2 separate regions of the Mus musculus genome follow, and region 2 is linked to region 1. Evidence: chromatin contacts called from public Hi-C data. All regions are on one chromosome and are shown on one strand. Each heading gives the region's core, a stretch centred on a gene start, on an enhancer-like site or on the middle of the called end of the contact. The rest is flanking DNA. Distances are from core to core; before and after follow the strand shown. Region 1 overlaps Cnot2 (CCR4-NOT transcription complex, subunit 2). Region 2 overlaps Frs2 (fibroblast growth factor receptor substrate 2).

What was found. A called contact is a pair of places that touch in the nucleus more often than the background predicts.
Region 2: a contact with region 1 is called in a Hi-C map of CD8 T cells, with 1.8 times the contacts expected there. The contact joins two enhancer-like sites.

What each region holds. Positions count from the first base shown.
Region 1 is chr10:116,557,517-116,561,038 of GRCm38.p6, forward strand. All of the region lies in intron 1 of Cnot2 (CCR4-NOT transcription complex, subunit 2), which reads right to left. Among named protein-coding and RNA genes, the nearest start is that of Cnot2, 22 kb to the right of the region's middle. Within about 2 kb of position 1,840, at least 50 of the 459 cell types and tissues checked have an H3K27ac peak or open chromatin away from gene starts, as enhancers often do. A contact at or near this core is called in CD8 T cells, where this site is marked.
Region 2 is chr10:117,116,805-117,120,326 of GRCm38.p6, forward strand. All of the region lies in intron 1 of Frs2 (fibroblast growth factor receptor substrate 2), which reads right to left. Among named protein-coding and RNA genes, the nearest start is that of Frs2, 30 kb to the right of the region's middle. Within about 2 kb of position 1,822, at least 70 of the 459 cell types and tissues checked have an H3K27ac peak or open chromatin away from gene starts, as enhancers often do. A contact at or near this core is called in CD8 T cells, where this site is marked.

The sequences.
Region 1 (3,522 bases), core at 590-3,089:
CAGGATAGAATCCACATGATTTTTTTGAAATGTGGGTGGAATGTCTTAGAGACTAGACTTAGACACAGGGTATATTGCTACAAGAAAGTTAAGCAGGAGTAAATTTAAGTAAGTAGACATTATTGGAAATGTACTGCAAAACTCTGCTTACTACCTTTTCTGCTAAAATACAAAACAAAGCTATCAGCTGAAAGCACAGATATGAAAGGAGAGGTCAGAGGTTGAAGCAGGAGAAGACATGCAAACTGGTTTTGATAGTGAAGATAGAGGAGGCAATAAATAAGCAGAAATGTCAGGCAGTTGAGGCTGGATCCCTCAAACATGGGCAGCTCAGGGATCAAAGAACAGTGTAGACAGAGGTCTATTAAACCAAAATAAGTGTAGTGACAAGTGAGAGAACAAAGAGTGTAGGCAGAGATAATGACATGTGGAAGAAGAAAAGCGGGAAAAGAGAAGAAAGGAAGGAGGAGGAGGGAGAGAAGGGGAAGGGGAGGAAGAAGAGGAGGTCATCCTTGCTGCACTCTCCTCCACGGCAGTCTTTATTTAACTCAGGGTCTCTGCAGTTGTTGCTGTCCCAATGATCTCAGCTCAGTTTTTCAATGCCAAGCACCTTCCTAGCACTGACCTTTCTCCTTAGTTGTCCGTCTTCACAAAGGCCTGCCCCGACCATCCAATGTCTGAGTTGTGTGCAGTTGTTTTGTCTGCACAGCCTTAATATCTATCTAAGTCCTGTACAGAGGCTCTGTCTATTGTGCTTGCCGGTCTTGTTTCAATAACCAAAAACATCACACATTGCATAAATACTTTGCTGAATTAATGAACCACAAATTACACTGAATACTGACTGCAACTGCACCAAACAATATTTTCCTTAAAAGGAATGCAATACTAACATTTTATATGGCAAGAGTAAGAACAGCAATCAGAAAGTTACTTTTAAAAATTGGTTACTGAAAATAATTTTTAAAAAAATCTTAAAAAGTCTTTTTACTGCCCTTGATATTCTGACATAGGACCAGGCTTTCTGAGAAGACTAGATTTTCCTTTCAAGTTTTCCAATTTTAATTCACTTAAAAATGAATACCTTAAAGGTTTAAATACCAGACTCCACTTTTTTCCCTCCTTATCGTAACAGCTGCCAGGCCATACAGATCTTCCGGTTGGCTCCTCAATCTCGTTGACCTTGTGAATACTACTGTTGTTCCTTTCTTCTATTCCCCATATCATTTAAGAATAAATAACCAAAGCCGGGCGTGGTGGCACACGCCTTGAATCCCAGCACTTGGGGAGGCAGAGGCAGGTGGATTTCTGAGTTCGAGGCCAGCCTGGTCTACAAAGTGAGTTCCAAGACAGCCAGGGCAATACATGTCTCGAAAAAACAAAAAACAAAAAACAAAAAACAAAAAGGAGGAGGAGGAGGAGGAGGAGAAGGAGGAGGGGAGGAGGAGGAGGAGAAGGAGGAGGGGAGGAGGAGGAGGAGAAGGAGGAGGGGAGGAGGAGGAGGAGGAGAAGGAGGAGGGGAGGAGAAGGAGGAGGAGGAGAAGGAGGAGAAGGAGGAGAAGGAGGAGAAGGAGGAGGAGGAGAAGGAGGAGAAGGAGGAGAAGGAGGAGGAGGAGGAGGAGGAGGAGGAGAAGAAGAAGAAGGAAGGAAGAAGGAAGAAGGAAGAAGGAAGAAGGAAGAAGAAGAAGAAGAAGAAAAGAAGAAATAATAACCAATATAGTCCAAGAGTAATCCTACCTTCCTTGTCAGTAACTGACTTACTAAGGGGCAAAGGAGAACTTACACCTTTATTTTCCTAAGGCACTAACGGAAATGTGGTATTTACTTAACTGAAACACAGCTAAAAAGCCCACAGTGCTAACAGCTGTCTTCAACTGTCATTTTTTTTCACCACTGAAACTCAGATATATCCAATCAGTTCAGCTGCTTCAAATCTCAAACTATCACTTAACACCAGTATTAGCATAAACATTACAATGTTTCATTAGACTTTGTGATAAAACACCTCTGAATATACAATCACTATTTTTAAACCAATATTCTAATGTAATAGAACTTTCAGAAGCATATTTATCTTGCACATATGAAGAGTCTGCATGTTTTACACAAGACCCATTCAAGAAACAAAAGGTTTAAAATCTTTACAATAAGACAACTCGGGGATAACTCTCAGAACACAAACATCTTGTTTCAATGGCTCAGCTGTTAAGAGACTGCTCTGCCAGAGGTCCTGAGCTCAATCCCAGCAACCACATGGTGGCTCACAACCATCTGTAATGGGATCTGATGCCCTCTTCTAGTGTGTGTTCTGAAGACAGCTACAGTGTACTCATATAAATAAAAAATAAACTTTAAAAAAAATCTAAAAAATTAAATAATATATAACTAACTAGTGGCAGCCAGGTAAAATAGAATCAAGAGATTTCTGGCTCAAAATCCAGACTATATCATCTTTGAGCAAGAAAGAGAATACTTCCCTGTTTAGGAGGAACGCAGTCTCTAACTAGCCTAAAACTCAAGAGGCAGGCTAGGCTGGCTGACCAACTAGCAGCCCCAGAAAAGCACTTGTCTCCAGCATTGAGATTACAAGCCTGCATCACTGCACCTGGCTTTAGACAAAACAAAACAAACAAAACAAAACACTATGGGTTTTAGGGATCAAATTCAGGTCCTTAAGCACCTCTCCAACTGAGCCCAAGACATAGTCTTCTATGTAACTAACAAGAGCTTCAAGCTATCTAAAATAGTAGCTCTGAAACTAGAAACTAACACATACAACTTTACAATTGATTATTCAATATTCTTCTCAGTTATAATAGGCCACATAAACAGAAATCAGAAATAGAAAAGCCATACACTACCATGTACAAGATATTTAAAGAATACTATAAATTACCAAAAAAAAAAAAAAAAAAGTGTGTGTATCTGAGTTCATGCATGCGCGTTTGCTGAGGACTTTATCAAAGACTGTGGGCATAGCAAGTGTTCTACACCACTCAACTAAACTAACAGCCCCGTTCACATCAGGTATCGAGTTAGACCCTGGCAAGCGTGGAGGCTACTGGGGATGGGCCGTACCACATAAGCATCAGCTGGTAAAACCAAGGACTGACCTGCAGACTCCCAGTACCACAGAAGAGTGAAATTTGAATCATACCTCTAACCCAGGAGAAGTGACATTCTGAACTGCCCTTAAGGTCACTAGATATCTATCAAAACCTTAAGATTACTTACAGCCCTAGGCCTTCTGATAAAGGACAAATCCAAATCAAACTGTCAACCACGTGGACTGAATAAAGCTCCTGGGGAAAGCTGTTTGTACTGCGGTGTGCAGTGTGCAGGCTACAACTTGAACCCTTAGGTCAGTGTCCACTCTCAATCCTGCTAAGCGCATGTTCCCCATTGGTCTAGGCACCTATGTGTCATCTGCAATTCTTTCCATGGGGATTACAATGACTAGGAAGCTGGGTGTGGGGAGTGGGAGGTGGGGCAGAAATTCTGATCACACTAATGTATATTATT
Region 2 (3,522 bases), core at 572-3,071, 560 kb after region 1:
ATATTGGGATATAAAGTAAATGCATGAGTGAATGAATGAATGAATGAATTCATCCATAATTTTAAAAGTGCTTAACTAAACAGGCTCACATTATTGTAGTTGACTGAACTAACTCTATTATTTGAAAGAGAGCAAGAACATACAGGTATTGTAACCACCTTTCTACAGTGACAGGTGCACAAAAAGGTCAGTCACAGCCACAAACCTGTGTGAGGGGTGAGACCCCTGGTCCCCACGCGATGACAGTCCTTCAGAAGCACTGACTTGTGTTACTCGATCCCAATCTCTACCAGAAACATCAGCATACTATTAAAAACAAAAAAAGCTAGCCTCAACTATACTACAAGCACAGGGACAGCCTGGGCTACACAAAACCCTGCTCCAAAACTAAACAAAACATTCGTTTAAAATAACTGCTGAACATAGCCATGATTCCAAGTCAAAGAAACTCCACTTCATGCCTGGATTTCTATTTTCAGTAAGCTGAGCTGTCTGACTACCCCAGTGTACCTACCCTCTGGACAGCAGGACAAGTGACAGCTAGAAGAAAAGCTAATGACAAGGTCAGAACAAAAAGCCACAGTCAAAGAATTTATACCCACAACCTTTTCAAAGCTTCTTCTAAATTATTTGATTATAAGCTGACAGCTTCATAGATAGGGATTAAAAGTAAAGTAAGATATAAATATGTTCAAACTCAACAGCATAAAAAATTACTCATGAATATTCTATGCCATATATTTATTGATCAAGCTTATATTCTCAGAAATTAAGATACCAAAAATGCAATGTGCCTTGCTCTAATAAATTCTTATTACTGGTCTATATCCATGAATGTTTCTTGTGTACCCAGAATTCCTTGTCATAAATGAAAAGCATTCATTAGTTTGTCATCTATGAGCCACAGTATCTTTGCCCTCACTGTCTTCTGATACCCCAGAGTCAAGGTCAAAGATTCCTACATTCTTTCTTACCTGAAACATGTCTGAGTGACAGCCAAGTCCTCCCTGGAATGTCCAGAAGAACGTACTACTGATTTAACTCCATTTACTGAATATACAGAAGGGTCCTACCAAGGGCTATGGCTATACTGTGTGCTGTATGCATGTGTACAAATATATGTTAGTTCACGCACTGTGCACACACATGGTGAGGACAGAGGCTGGTGTGCAGTATCTTCCTTTATCACTTTCCACCGCACTTACTTATTATTTGTGTAGTTACATGTGTGTGCATATGCACATGTATGCACTACAGCATATGTATGGCAGTTAGGTGACTCTCCTAAGTCACTCGTGGATACAGACTCGTGACTAGGTTGCCTCTTTCCTCCATGGGTTCCAGGAACCAAACTCAAGTCGTCCTGCTTCGGGAGCCTCCCTTTCAGCTGCTCAGCCACCAGCAGCCTAAGAACTCACTGTCTCTCGTCTCTCCAGGACTAGGATTCCAGGTGCACAGCAGCACATGAGTTTCTTTCTGTGGTGCTGGGAAACTCAACTCAGCTCCTCATATGTGCACAGAAGCCCTGAGCAAGCTGAGGCATTTCCCCACCTGGCGATGTTTCAATCTGTGATTATTTGTGTCTGCTGCAAGAGGGGTAAAGAGTTTGAAATGAATCACAAGAACACCCGTCAGCCCTCTGAAGTGGCTGTGGCACATGATACAAAAACAAAGTCCTGCATTTAACCTCCCAAGTCACATGCAGAAAGTCCTCAAACTTAGTGATCTTTAGTGGTGGTGGTGGCGGCAGCGGCTGTGGTAGCAGCAGCAATGGGGAGGCAGAGCATGAAGGAGGGCCTCAGCAGCCACAGCACAGCTAAGGCAGAGGGAGGGACAGAGTGGGCTGGGGCGACAGCAGGAGCAGGACTGACTCCACAGCTGAGAAGCACTAGGAGAGCTCCGACATACAACTTCCTGTGACTGTAGTAACAACCCAGGGGAAGGACACGCACTGCTCTACAAACTGACTTCAAAACATTTATTTAACCAACACTCCACGGTGCTTATCATGTAGTAACTGACTGAAGCACTCTACAATTCATTTAATCCTCTTTATAGCATAAGTACACACTATATCTGATAGATGAAAATATTAAGGCTCCGAGAATCTCTTACCCAAGTTACACAGCTAATTAAGTGGTAGAAACAGGAATCAAATACGGGTAGCCAGACCTCTAAATCCACACTCTTAATCACTCCGCTAAGCAGTCACGTGGTGTGGATGCATGACTGATTTTCAGGGTACACCATCCTAACTATGTGCTAGACAAATATCTAAAGTTTCATTATCAGGAGAATTATATTTGGTAGTAAAAACAAATCAGCACTCATTGGTTACCCAACACCAAGTGGTCAGCCCTGAAAACATACACACAAGTAACATGACATTAAGGTTATAGTTAATATATTTAAGAATACACAAGACAAGAGAAGTGACCATCAAGGCTTCTGGAACTCTTACTACAAGCAAGACAACATGTTAGATTCTGAAATAATTTCCAGGTGTGTTAATACTAAAAGTAACTTCTCCATGAAGAGAAAACTATGCAGAGTAAGTATGTCTTACACCAGTTCAAACAGTGCTGAGATGAAACAAAAGACATCTGAAGACAGCTTTACTGTCTTATAATTTCTTAAAGTACTAAAGGAAATTTTGTGTTCATATAAAAACATTAAAGAAAATATAAAAATAAGGAAAACTTAAAGAGATACTTCTGAAACCAGCAGGTGACTGGAAGAGAGAAGGAGGACTCTGGAGAAAAGGGCAGAAGCAGCCTTCACGCTCTATAGTAAGAAGTAACCAGATAGGATAACCGTGAAACGGGGGTTTGTCTGCTGTGCTCGACGTGCAATGTTTACAGCATATCTTTCTGTACAAGCACAACGAAGATTTCCTTTCCATCATAACCACATGAACAGATCTCTGCCGGTGCGTTTACTGTGTCTATTCTCAGCCCTAGGCTATTTTTGTACCCAATCTCAATTCGGAACTGGGATGCTATCTGTCTTCAAAATGCTGAGTTTCTGGCAGAAGCGCAGCTCCATGTCTTACAGAACTTTCATGCTCTACGACAAATCTTTTAAAGTGGAATTCTTATTTAGATGTAACTAAAACCACCTGTACATTTAAAGTATAAATCAGGACCTATTAGGTACACTGTTCACTGGTACAATGGATGAAAACTTGTCTCTAGTATGGAGAATGGTCCTGGTGTTTATTCAGCAATTTATCTTAGAGTTAAACAGGTTAATGCCTATTACTTACACATTTTATTTTAAGGAACTAACATTCCCAACTTAGCTACATAATAAATGCTATTATCCCACCACTAGAAAAGCAGAGAAATGTTACACAAAACTCTAATTTCCAAAACATTATGCCCAAACTGTCTACTACTAAATGTAGCCATCTTGCTTATCAGAATGCCACAGTATCACAAATCCAATGTCTATGCAGCCCTTAGGTAGCAGTCTAATACACCAAAGCGCATACGAACTTACTCCATTTCATTATCAGGTACT